Linked DNA regions of Mus musculus: region 2 is linked to region 1. The links are chromatin contacts, called in public HiChIP or PLAC-seq maps. All regions are on one chromosome and are shown on one strand. The core of a region is the stretch at or near the end of the contact, and the rest is flanking DNA. Distances in the headings are between cores, read along the strand shown.

Region 1 (6,848 bases), core at 1,281-3,780:
GAAGTTCAACTGCCAGTTGTGAAGGTTAGAGTTGATGGTCAATTAGACAGGATCTGCAAGCACTGGCAGGCACACCTGTCAGGGGTTAGGTTAGATTAAGGTAGTCTCTAGGCCTGTTGATGGATTATGTGACAGAGCTCCTCCAGGAGGTTGAGGTGGGAACCCATTCTAATAGTGGGCAGTACCATCTCAGAACTTGGGTAAACATGACAGTCTCTTTTCTTTCTGACTACAGACACAATGTGACCAGCTGCTTCATGTTCCAGACGCTAACTTTGCTCACACAATGGACGTATGAACTATGAGGCAAGATAAACCCTTTCTTAAGTTGCTAGTGTCAGGGTTTTGTTTGTTTTTCCCAAACAGGGTTTCTCTGTTGTAGCCTTGGTGGTCCTGCACCTCACTCTGTAGACCAGGCTGGCCTTGAACTCAGAGATCTGCTTACCTTTGCCTCCAAGTGCTAGAATAAAAGTCACTACCCAGCTCGCCCAAGTATTTCATCATAGCATCAGGAGAAGGAAGTATGATGGCCAACCTCGGACAGCCTGAGATTTGTAGGTATGGGATAAGGAAGTAGAGCCCAGAGTTCAACCCCAAACCCTGGAACAGAATTAGGCTGCAATAGACATAAACCATGTGTTACATTTCCCACTGGACCTTGGGAAGTTCTTCCAAATGATCTCAGCTACAGAGCAGAAGCCCTCACCTTCTGATATTTCAAGTTAGTGATGGCCTCCAATTCCTTATCTTTACATTGACGGTAACAAACCCTACTGTAAGTGTGGCTCTAATAATGGAATAAGGCTATACAAATGCAAGCTCCTGCCAGCGTTGGGCACTAAACAGATAGAAATGATTACCACTGGTCTTTAAAACAAAAACAAACAAAGAAACAAAGAACCAAGTAGACACTGGAGAGATGGCTCAGGGGTTAAGAGCACAAACTGCCATTCCAGAGGTCCTGAGTTCAATCAACTCCCAGCAACCACAGGGTGGTTCATAACCATCCTGTCATGTGGGATTCAATGCCCTCCTCTGGTGTGTCTGAAGACAGCTACAGTGTACTTATACAAATAAATAAGTCTTTTTAAAAAGTAGACACACGCACAAAATTCTAACTACTGTATTTTAAAACTCCTACACAGTTTTTCTAATTTGCCTGACCGGGACACGTGCTATGAGGAACACCACACCACCTATGAAGGTTGACTCATACCTTCTCTTTCCTCCACTGCAGCCTGGTAGTTACTTTGTTCTCTGCTAGGGTCCGTGGTGTTTATTCAGTTAACGCCACGTGCGTACCAGATGATAGATACCCGTGGATCTGCTTACACACTGTTATTTTTGGGATCCACAGTCCACATCACAATGGCAGGGAGGTACAGTCTCTGTTGAGAGCAGATCTGTGGACTCAAAGTCTTAAAGATGATGGTGAGGAGCACTACTCATCAAGAGATACAAATGATACTAAAATATGGAGGCTGGGAAGTGGCTCAGTGGGCAAAGTGCCTGTCACACAAGGATGGGGACTTGACTTCCATTTATAGTGCCCGCATAAAATGCTGGGTGAGGTGGCATATACTTGTAACCCCAGAGCTGAGAAGTCAGAGGCAGGTGGATCCCTAAGGCTTCTTGCCTACCCTACCCATTCCAAATTCTAAACTCTAAACCAGTCTGGAAAAATAAGGTAAGACAGCTTCAGGAATGACATCCTCTGATACCACATACAAATACACACAAACATAAAATATGATCAGCCAAACTCTTATTTTGTCTGTTATATTGGTACTTTTTAAATGAGACATTCAAATTTCTTTTTTTTTAAAGATTTGTTTATTTTATGTATATATGAGTACACTCTAGCTGTGCAGATGGTTGTGAGCCACCATGTAGTTGCTGGGATTTGAACTCAGGATATTTGGAAGAGTAGTCAGTGCTCTCAACCGCTGAACCGCTGAACCATCTCTCCAGCCCTCAAATTTCTTTTACAAACTTTTTTTCTCCATTGCGTCCTCTGGACCTGAAACGTTTTACTGTGCTTAGTCGGTTCCACTCGTTAAATGAGAACCAAAAGTTACTAAGTTGGGCTTGGGTATCCTTTCCCAGCTAGTCAACACATAGATAGGTGTCAGGATAAACTCAAAGAAGCCGTGGCAGGGAGAAGGTCCTTGAAGGAGGCAGAAGACAGGTCCAATTCCACAGACTCCACCAACCAGAACTCACGCATTTAGACCAACCGTGAAGGCAGGGCTAAGGCTTATCCCAACAGAAGCGACCTCACTGGGGTTTCAGCGTAGAGATGGAGGCAGAAAGGGGTGAAGTCAGATCAGGGAAGAATCTGGAAGAATAGGAAGGAGAGGGCTAGACTGGGTAGGACTGGAAATGGCTGGGAAGGGGAAGCAGGCTGAGGCTGGGACCTCATCAACCGCCTCGCCTAGCCTCGGGAAAAGAGTAACACACAGGATCAAGGAGCCAAGAGCCGGGAAACCCAAATGTGCAGACGAATAGAAGCCAAGAGAGCGAAGCAGAGGCGTGGCCAGGAATCGGGGCGGAGTCAAGAGGCAGGGGCGGGCCTAAACCGGGAGGTCAAGCCAGGTAGAAAGATAGCGAGCTACTACGTGGGCGAGGTCGTGGTCGTGGTCGTGGTCGGGCTCAGAGCCTTTCCACCACCGCCTGCAAAGGCTGCAGCCCTAGGAAGTACAGGGCCAGGCCGAGCAGGGCGAACAGTAGCAGCAGCATGAGCAGCAGCCGCAGGAGCGTCAGCACGATGCAACAGCGGGGCTGCGGGGTCGTGGCCTGCACATATCGCTCCACTGCGTCGGCGAAGCTGAACTTGTCCGGCGCATAACCAAGTTGAGTGCGGGCCTTGGCAATCTGGAAAGTGTGCGTCACGGCCACGCTGAGCACCTATGGGAGAGGCGGAGCAGCAGAGGGCTGGGCTAGTGGGAGAGCATCCTGTGCCTTGTTGACCAAAAGGATAAGGAAAGGGCAGACTGCCTTTCCGTCACACTGGGGTTTAAAGACCAGCTGCTGCGTCTGGTTCCTGATGCCTTCCTGAGGGGGAGGCTTCCTTTCTGAGATCTTTTTCTTGGAGGGCGCAGCCTCCTCGATGACCTTTCGGTATCTCACCCTCAGGCTCTGCTAAATTCTCACCCTGTTTCGTTCCTCTTTTCTCCTTCTTTTCCCAGCCTAGCGCCGTTCTAGACCCCTGGAGACCCTTAGATGCATCCTTGAATACCAGGGCAGACTGAAGGTTTCCACAGCCTGTAGTGGGGTGCGGTTCTCCAGATAAACATTTCCAAAGGAGGATGTCGGCTTCCTGTTGCCAGCTCCAGACCAATTGTAGTGGGCGGGGCCTCCAGAAGAACCTTCCTGTCCTCTCAGCTGGTTAACTAAGTGACTCTAAGGGAGGGATTCAATTACGAACAAGTGATTCCTCTTTAAGTCTGAGCTACATCCCCAGCTGCCGGTTGGCTGAGGACCACCTGCTTCCAAGGTGATAAATGACAACCATAGATGATAGAACTCCCACTGCACTTGCTGTGGGCCCTTTATACACTTCTGTCCTCGGTGATGGCACGATTTTCTCTTTGCATAATTGGAAATTGAAGAACAGAGCTTAAGTGACTTGCCTAGGGTCACATAGGAGATCCACTTTAGAAAGTGGCCATATTCTTGGTCATGCTGGGGTCTGGAGGTGCTCTCCTGCCTGGCTTGTTATTCTCCAGCTAGACATTGGTTATGTGGTTCTCTCATGGTGCAGACAGGGCTTTGGGGCTAAGCCCTGGTCTGAAGACCCCAGTGAGGGAAACAGACCAATTCTTGTCTGTTTTGCCCCAGATACTACGTTCAGGGCTTGGAGGAATGCAGGTTAGTAAATATTCTAAAGTCAACCAAGCTCCTCTTGCAGGGAGACATAGCTGTGAGGTAGGCAAGCAGGTCCTAGCACAGTGCTCACAGAGGTCCGGTTTAACTGTGACCTCAGGGCGTAGGTGGCTCTCCTGCATGCTGGAAAATTCCTCCTCATATCTCGGGGTAGCTCTTATCACCCAGTTGGATTGCCTGGTTTCTAGAACATTTTCCTCTTTGGATTGTGGACTTCCTGGGGTAAGCACCAAGTCTTTCTCACCTCTAGTGCTCAGTGAAGTGCCTGGCACATAGTAGGTGCTTAAGGAATGAAAGGTTTTTAAATGCTAAAGAGCTGATTGGTGTCTCACAGACTGGCCAGCAGACGGCAACTGACCTGTCGCCCCCAAACTGCCCCAGATCCTTTGCCCTAGAACCAACGAGTTAACCCGCAAACCCACACTTTAGACAAGAGGAAGTCAGGCATTAGCCAAGTCAATGCCTGACTACAGTTCCTCAGCACTCCTGACAGCTGTTTACCTTGTTGGTTTCTGGTGTTTTATAAGACAGTGGTGAGGCTTTAGGTCTGGGTTCAAATTCCACCAGTGCCCTGTAAGTGAGTGATCTTGTGTAGGTAGCTTCACGGTGTCTCTGATTTCCTCCTCTGAACAAGCACAGGGTAATAGTTTCCAGTGGTAGTGACTATCACATGACACCAAAGGACTGTCACTAGCCTCCATCAGTCTGGGGAAGATGTAGGCAGTGGCTTCCCGGAAATATTCTCCATGCCCTCTCTTCCTTTCAGCGTAAGGGGCCCTGAACTTAGCATCCTGAAGCCAATCCCCATGTGGCGTGATCTTAGACAAGCTTCCGGTTTTTCATCATAAGCTGAAGAGCATAATCTTTTGCCCTTCCTAATTTAACACTAAGGAGAATCAAATGAGAGAGGCCCTAAATTACATCTGCTGTCTTACTCTTAGTGTCTACTTAAGAGACCTTCTTTGTACAAACAACCAAAAGAAGCTCTTAGATTTATTTATTTTATATGCCCTGCCGGAATGCATGTATGCGCACCAGGTGCATGCCAGAAGAGGGCGTCAGATCCCTTGGACTGGAGCAATGGATGGTTGTGAGCCACCATGTGGATGCTGGGAATCAAACTGGGTCGTCTGAAGAGCAGTGAGGGCTCTAAACTGATGAGTCCTCTCTCCAGCACCAAAATGTCCTCTTTTTGGATGGTTCGTGCTAAGCAAATATAAAACTACTCAGACATCAGCTGGTGCAGTGGTGCACACATTTTATCCCAGCGCTCAGGAGGAAGAGGCAGGTGGATCTCTGTGAGTCCGAGGCCAGCTCTACACAGTGAATTCCAGAATATCCAGAGCTACCTAGTGTGAGACTTGTCTCGAAAAACAAGACAACACTCCCAAACTATGCGCCATAACTATGAGAAGGGTTTTGATATTCTGTACAAAGAAGGCATCAAATACATACTTATTGTTAAATAAACATGTACTAAGCATGTGAAAAACATGAGTGATGAGTCTAGGGCCACTGGGAATTTGTGTGAGTGTGTGTGTGTGTGTACATACATATGTATGTATATATATGTACATGTATATGTATATTCAGAGTTTGGGTTCAAAAGAGTGTCGTCTTTGGGATCTCAGGTCTGGCTAGAAGATAAGCTGCCTATAGCTGGAATGACAGCTGTGAATAGGAATTTGGAGCGGTCCAATTTTCAGTACGTAACACCGTCTGAGCAAAAACTTAGTTGGTCGGGAGCATTAGAAAGGAGCGGGCTGTAGTTTCGGGTCTACATGGAAGGTTCTGAGACTGCAGAGAAGAATCTTGTGACAGAGGTGTTCAGCAATGGTGGAGAGGAGGAGAACGGTGTAGGGCTGGGATTCCCCCACCCCTCAGCACCCCTCTTACCTCACTGCGGGTGAGTAGTGGGGGGATGGTGCAGATGGGTCTCAGTGCCAGGTGCAGGTACTCCATCACTGCAGCTGTGGGAGGGGGCAGGTGAGAGGGGCTCAGGGATGCATCCACTGGGGGCGTGTCTTGCCTTGCTAGGGGTCCCTTTAAAAAGGTCACTGGATTCCCTTCAGTTGGCAGCATTTGCTGGGGGCCTGTTAGCTAGGAGATATGTCATGGTAAGATGGTACTAAGTAGTGATGATGGTCTGAAGAATGCAAGCAAATCTGAGAAGGCTCAAGGTGTTTCTGTTCTCTCTCTTTCTCTCTCTCTCTCTCTCTCTCTCTCTCTCTCTCTCTCTCTCTCTCTCTCTCTCTCTTTGGTTTTTCGAGACAGGGTTTCTCTGTGCAGCCCTGGCTGTTCTGGAACTCACTCTGTAGACCAGGCTGGCCTCGAACTCAGAAAATCCATCTGCCTCTGCTTCCCAAGTGCTGGGATCAAAGGTGTGCCCCACCACTGGCTTCTCAGTCTCTCTCTCTCTTTTTTTTTCTTTGGTTTTTTGAGACAGGGTTTCTCTGTGTAGCCCTGGCTGTCCTGGAACTCACTTTGTAGACCAGGCTGGCCTCGAACTCAGAGATTCACCTGTCTCTGCCTCCCGAGTGCTGGGATTAAAGGCGTGCACCACCAGTGCCCGGCTTCTCAGTCTCTCTTAAATGACGTTTCATTCATGTGTTTCGTGTATGTGTTCATGCGTGTGGGTGTATATTTGCCATGGCGCATGTGTGAACCACGCAGGACATCCTTGGGGAGTCAGTTCTTCCCTTCTACCATGTGGGTCTCAGAGATTGAACTTCCCTAAGATCAGGCTTGGTGGTGGCACCTTTACCCATTGAACTATCTTGCCAGTTTTCAAGTTCTCTCTTTTGAGGCAGGATCTTACTATGTAAGACCAGACTGGCTTCAAACTCTCTAGGTAGCTCAAGCTGATCTTGAGCGCATGATCCTCCTGTCTCAGCCTCCAAAGTGCAGATTCCCACACCTGGCTCTCTCCTATTTTGATATGCTGACTTGGGTAGGAGAGGGAG
Region 2 (6,848 bases), core at 2,935-5,434, 620 kb before region 1:
AGTTAGTTAGTTAGTTAGTTAAGTTTGTTTGTTTGTTTGAGGGGAGGGTGGATGTGCTGCATCTCATTAAGTAACCCAGCTGACCACATTTCACGGCAATCCTCAGACTCCTGAGTGCTTGCTTTGTATGACTGAACCACCATGCTCAGCAATGAGTGTGTGTGTGTGTGTGTGTGTGTGTGTGTGTGTGTGTGTGTGTGTGTATTTCACCTCTGTAGGTTTGTGCAGATGAGTGTGGAGATCGCAGATCTACCTCTGGGGTCATTCCATTTTGTCTTTTGAGACAACCACTGGAATCTGGGCCTCAGTGATTTAGACAGACTAGCTAGTCGGAGGATCCCCAAAGATCCACCTGTGTTCACTTTCTCAGCACTGGGATTACAGGTGTGTATTTCCATGCCTGGCTTTTTAAATGTAGGTTCTGGGTATCAAACTCAGGCCCTCATGCTTGCAAGGCAAGCACTTTACCAACTGAGCTATCCCCTCAAGCCTTCAGCACTGATTGCTAAATTTTGAACGAGTTGTTATTTACCTTGGTGCGTCTCCTAGTCATCACCGATAAAACAAAGGCCTTGGTAACGTTCACTCTGGGGCTCTGTAGGATTTCAGTGGAGCAGGATATCATATACATAGGTCCCCACTAATGTTGCCTCAACAAATCATTGTTCAACTTCACTGTGGTAGGACAGTGATCTTCACTCAGTTGTGACTGCACTTTTAATTCTGACCTTGCCCTGGGCTAGTGTTGCATGTATACATCTTTTGCGGAGATGCTGGGCAGCATCAACCAGCATCAGCTAGCCACAGCTTTCGGCTGGGCATGTCATCACAGCTGGGGAGACACAGCCAACACTACAGTACACTGTGATGCTAAGCTGGGGTATTCAGAAGATTGAGAGTGGCAATGCGCTGTTGACTAATATTTCCATTGTACTGTGTGTATTTGGAGGCTATGACATCCCCTTAGTATCCACTTATGGCACTGGGACAGTGCCTCTTGTGATCACACTCAGCAGTGAGCACAGGGCTTCCTTGGATATGGTGTAACCTTGATTGGTGTGTTTTTATTCTCCACATTGGCCACCTTCAAGCATCTGATATGAAAGTCAAGCCATGGTAAATGGCCCTGCTCTGCTCTACCAAGGAAAGAGCCAGAGAGTTGAGACACAAGGCAAGAGAATTGTCAGTGTAATAATCCAGAGAACTCTCAGCCTAGGTTTCTACTGAAGGGAGGCTACTCCTCTGAGCTCTCTGAGGTCACTGCCAACTTAATGGGCCCTCAGCAACCAAATGGAAGCAGAGATGAGCTTAGCCTGTTCTTCCGGGGTCTAAGATCTTACCCATTTGCCTCTAGTACATTCTATAACTATTTCTGGATTTTTCAAGTGATTTAAAGTTATTATTATTATTATTATTATTATTATACAGTTACACAATGCCATTTTCATGCATGTATATAAGGTACTTAGAGCATGCCCCCCCCCATAACTCACTTCATTCTCCCCCCTCCCACGTCTGTCCATTATAGTCTGTTTTGTTCTCCAGGCTTGGATTCTACTCTTATGTCATCTGTACATGTGTGATTTTTATTTACATTATATTCATCAGTGTGTGTGTGTGTGTGTGTGTGTGTGTGTGTTGTGTGTCTGTGTGTAGGTCAGAGGACAATTTGGGGGAGTTGGTTCTCTCCCTTTCATGTGTGGTTCCTGGGAACTGAACTTCAAGTCATCAGTTTGGGGGCAAATGCCTTTTCCCAGCGAGCCATACAGCCATCCCCAACGTATGATATTTTATGGATATATAAATTTCAAGACCCACAAATCAAGGAAAATGTGAGTTATTTGTCTTTCTCGGATCATCTTTCCCATGCTCCCACTGAAATGGCTGGGGATGGCGAGAGCTGGGGCCTAAGGTGGAAATGTGGCCAGTGCAGACTGAGCTGCCGGAGTCCAGTTATTAACACAGGGCTCCATTTCTGGAAGAGGCCTACAACTTAAATATGTGAAATGGTCTGAAGAAACTGTATCAGGACTGAGAGCCAAGGGAACCCACTGCAGCTTGCAGTGAGAACCATGAGCAAGCCACCTTGAGATTGAGACAGGCTGACTCCATGACAGGCTTCAAATTGGCAGTTCAGGAGACTAGGTCTAAATCTCTGTTTCCAAGAACTAGGCAAGCCCAGGCCTCAGAAGCTGCCCCACCACCTGGCCTGAGGCAAGGAAAATGGGTCAGCAGTGCAGTTTCCAAACTACCCCAGCAATGGTTCTGGAACGTCTTTAGAGACAGAGCCAATGATAGAGATCACCTACCACCCACCCCAGAATTCCCCTAATGTGGTTTAAATCAGGCCTGTGAGCTCACTTGGTCGTCTCCATCTTTGTAGATGGTAGACCCCAGCATGCTGGATTTCTGCAGAATAAAACACTCTTTGCATTTACATGCTACTTAAGTCCCGAGTATCATTCTTTGGCGAATCATAGACCTTTACAAGATAACAAGATAGACCACTTCGCTAGTCAGCATCCTCCTTCTATGTAGCTTGCAGAAGGTGCTTCTACTTAAAAACTCGAAAAGTTTCTAGAAATCCGTAGTCTATGATGTGATCAAATCCTCTTATGTATGCATGGCTGAGCAGTGAGTATCCCACCCAACTGACTGCATCCCTGGCCTGCCATGCTTAGAAGGCAGAACAACTTTGTGGAAGTAGTGGGGAGATTTTTCTATACATATCCTTTGAGCCACTTACCATCCATTCATCCTTCTAACAACTATGGTGTGTTGACATTCTTCTTAGGAATTGGGGGCGGAGTCAGATCCCTGCTTAAGAAGTAAGCAGGTGTCTGTGCTTGACCAGGCAAAATATCCTGTTCCTGGATGTGAGGAGTGATACAGGGATCACACACACACACACACACACACACACACACACACACACACACACACAGAGAGAGAGAGGGGGGGGGTAACTCAAAGACCAGTACCAGTCCTGAACTCCTACAATGTTCTGAGAAAGCAGCTGAACCTTGGCAGTGGTCAGGAAGGAAAAATGGCTTCCCTTAAAATGTGGGTGTCACATGAGCTGGCAAAAATCTGCAGCTCTGATAGCTGTGGACATTGAGGGTGTTTGAAACTGCTATGATGGCCTTCCTATTGTGATGTGTCAGCCCAGGGGCAGGGTTGGCACTGACTTCACCTTCCTTCTGAGTCTAAGTCCCTATACTGATTACTTTGCTTCAGTGGTTATAAAATACCATGACCAAAGTAACTTAAGGAGAAAGCGTTTATTTTGACTTGTAATTGCAGAGGGCGAGAGATCATCATGGCAGGAAATACATAGCATGGCAGAGGAGCAAGAAGGGGGAGGGAGGGAGAAAGGGAGGGAGAGAGAGAGAGAGAGAGAGAGAGAGAGGGAGAGAGAGAGAGAGAGAGAGAGAGAGAGACTGGGACCAAGTATTCATTCCAACCATCAGTCTCTAAAATTGGAAAATCTCTCACACTAAGGTCCACATGCAGGAAAAAGCAATTAAAAAAAATCCCCAGGAGTCAAAAATGGGCTGGGGAAATGGTTCTGTGGTTGAGAGAACTTGCTGCTCTTGAGGAGGACCCAGGTTCAGTTCCCAGAACCCATATGGAGGCTAACAACTGTCTGTAACTCCAGTTCCAGGAGACCCGATACCCTTCCTGACATCCACAGGCACTACAGGCAAATAGTATATACACATACACGTACAGCCAGGCACAAACACACATATATATAAAATAAATATTTTTTAAAAGAAGTTACCAGACTCAAATGGACCTTTCACCAATTAAAAACAATAAAAAGGGAAAAAGTGAAGTCTGTGAAAAATGTCTGTTGTAAAAGGGAAGAGGAAAAATGTTCTGTTCAGAACGATCTACCGCAAGAAGCAGAAACAAATTCCAACAACATTTTTTGTACTATCAAAAAAATTGCTTTAAGAAATGCAGACTCCATGAAACTAAAATATAGATGTGAGGAGAAGGCAAAGAAAAAAATAATTATGCTTTTAAGGCGTAGAAAGATTGAACTATTTAAAATGCATTTGATACAGTAACAGCTAAATTAGGGAAGTAGAAAGTCAACGCGGAGGATGTTGGCCAGCTGAAGCAAGTGCCACTGGACCCAGGGGAACAGGGTCAAGAGGACTTGTGAAAGGCAGTGGTGTGATACAGCAGAGGAAGTGTACTTCTGAGGTGGGGTTTGGTGGCTCAGGGTTGTCATCTGCTAGGAATTGCAGCACTGGGGAAGTTGGATCAAAACGAGTGCAAGGTCAAAGTCATGTGGAAGCTCACTACTGCACTAGCTGTCTACAAATTACACATACAGATAGATAGATAGATAGATAGATAGATAGATAGATAGATAGATAGATAGATAGATAGATGTACAGATATACATGTACACCACACACACAAATACATATATATATGTATGTGTGTGTGTGTGTGTGTGTGTGTGTGTGTGTGTGTGTGTGTATGAGAGTGTGTGTGTGTGTGTGTTTAAATGGAGTACCCTATAAGGTAAGATAATGCCTCCTCCAGACTAAGAAATAAAATTCCCAGTGTCTAAAATGAGTTAATTTTATTGGAGATGCTGGCCAGTGAGGCCCCAACAATATATGCTATTGCTATTTCTCTTGGTTACACTCCAGAGCTTCCTAGAAGACCTGAATGGTGAAGAAAACCATACTTGAGTCGGAACTTGGAGAGATCAAGCCGACACTTCATCCCTACTGGCTAGCTTTCATGGTGCTTGAAGGCGTGATGTATATACTATGAAAGGAGAAAAATAATCACCAGTTTTACCTGACTGTGAACCCAGTGAGCTCCAGTAACAACTGGCCTGGGGAGCCATGCCCAGTGGTGTATAGTGGCATGTGTCTAGACAGGTCATAGTTTCTAAAGAAGAAACGCCTCCTCCCGTTCTGTTAAATAGACAAAACAATGATACAACGGCTAATAATTTACTATTATACCCATAGACCAGTGCATTTGTCAGTATTCAGGGGAGAAGCTTCCTTTTTTGCAGTACATGGAAGTTAACAGAGCCCCACAACTGGTCAAGGTACAGAGAATGAGAGACTGTGGAGTCCTCAGACTTAGATTGGACATCTCTACACACCCCCTCCTCCCAAGGTTCAAGGATCACTTCAGAAGAAGGGGTGGGAAGACTATACGAACAAGAGGGGGTGGATGACCACAACAAAGCTGCTTTCCAGACACAACGGGGCAGTAGCTCATACAAACTCACAGTGGTTGTGAGCATGCACAAGACCCGTGCAAGCTCAAGCCAGACAGAATTCCATCCTGGAGGAGGGAGGTGGGCATGGAGCCCCACTCCAAGCTGAGAAGCTACTGGACAGATGCTGGGAGAGAGAGAGTCAGTTTTCTGAAGGGCGTGGTCCCTGGTGAGTTGATCATGCTCCAGTGGATGGCTCTGTACCCAGAGTGTACGTGCAGCACAAATTGGAGGCCACAGATGTTTTGTCTGTCTGTCTGTCTGTCTGTCTGTCTGTCTTGGAGAGTACATACAGTTGGGTGGGTGAGAAAGAGAAGTGGGTTAAGGATGGGAAGGGATGAAAATGATCAAAATATATTGTATAGAATTCTCAAAGAATTATTAAAAGATAAATCACAAAGAAAAGGGGAATGAAAAAATACCCTAGGATTTGGGAATTAAATCAGTGCTAGCGAGCTTGCCGGGCAAATGCAAGCCCCTGTGTTTGAACCCCAAGAGAAAGGAAGAAATGGAGGGAGCATGGGGAGGAGAGAGTGGGAGGAAATGTATGTGTTGTGCAAGAATGAGACGGGATAAATGTAATAGAAATAGTAATATTCAATGTGACGGGAAAATGTTCCCGAGTTAAACAAAAACCTGGGTCTGTGTTTCAGAATACAAATCAAATCAGAAAAAAATTCATGAAAAGAGACATGCATCCTGGTGAAGCTCTAACTTCAAGGAAAAGATCTCTATAAATACCCAGGGGGGGAAGCTTAGAAAGGAGAGGGAGCCGCCCTGCCTCACATCCCACATCCTAGGCAGGAGACATCAAAGACAACACCACGATTTGAGGGTTCTGAAGCTTGCACCCCGAGGGCTCTCCATGCATGACCCCACTGCTGTTCCACCCCGCTGCTGACTCCAGCCACAGGAGGGAGTACTCTAGGGTTCAACAGCCCAGCAATTCCAATACCCACAACTCTACCGGATTGAAGTCAGATGGCGGCCATCTCTCAGCTGGTTCAAAACACAAATCGTGAGGCCACATGCCCACATTTGAAAACTGAAAACCTAGAAGCTTTTCTAGAGCAAAAAACAAAAACAAAACAAAACAAAACAAAACAAAACAAAACAAAACTCATCAAAACTGAGTAGCAAAGAGTTAACCTGCTTAGAACAGTAACTGTGGCAAACTTCTTGCTTGATCAGACAGCCAGCTTTGGGGAAAGCCCCATCTCAGTGTGTGTGTGTCGGAGTGGGGGTATTTTGCCTTCTGGCTCTGGAACTGTGGGCAGGAGAAGAGGAGAGTTTTCCATAACTGTGTATATGGCAGCTTTTCTGTGTTAGAGGAAGCCCAATTATCATGTTACCTCCTGCTTTAGTTCCTCTGCCTGCCCAGTGGTCATATCAGGCTGCAGGGAAGGAGGGAGGAAGGGAAGTATGGGGGGGGGGAGGGTTCCCTGTGACCTTGGTGGTCTCAAACTGTCCTGGGTCTAGCACAAATTCCTTGGTCTTAGTCCTCCTGCCTCAAAATCCTGAGTAGCTGGGATTTCATCAATGTACCACTGCCCTTAGGTAACCTGAAGTATCTGTCATACAGGTGACA

The links. HiChIP or PLAC-seq counts read pairs in DNA pulled down with a chosen protein or histone mark.
Region 2: a contact with region 1 is called in an H3K27ac HiChIP or PLAC-seq map of large pre-B cells, with 2.8 times the contacts expected there. The contact joins two enhancer-like sites. A contact is called at or near these places in 2 of 39 promoter capture datasets (the C10 cell line and pre-B cells) and 1 of 115 datasets of contacts at active chromatin or transcription factors (large pre-B cells).

What each region holds. Positions count from the first base shown.
Region 1 is chr7:120,826,998-120,833,845 of GRCm38.p6, reverse strand. It overlaps Gm5737 (predicted gene 5737), which reads right to left. Exons shown (of 12, transcript NM_001370881.1): 11 at 5,782-5,855; 12 at 2,022-2,907. The coding sequence ends at 2,653. Among named protein-coding and RNA genes, the nearest start is that of n-TLtag1, 5.1 kb to the left of the region's middle. Within about 2 kb of position 2,530, at least 193 of the 459 cell types and tissues checked have an H3K27ac peak or open chromatin away from gene starts, as enhancers often do.
Region 2 is chr7:121,443,822-121,450,669 of GRCm38.p6, reverse strand. The region is part of intron 1 of Hs3st2 (heparan sulfate (glucosamine) 3-O-sulfotransferase 2); the gene reads right to left. Among named protein-coding and RNA genes, the nearest start is that of Hs3st2, 55 kb to the right of the region's middle. Within about 2 kb of position 4,184, at least 36 of the 459 cell types and tissues checked have an H3K27ac peak or open chromatin away from gene starts, as enhancers often do.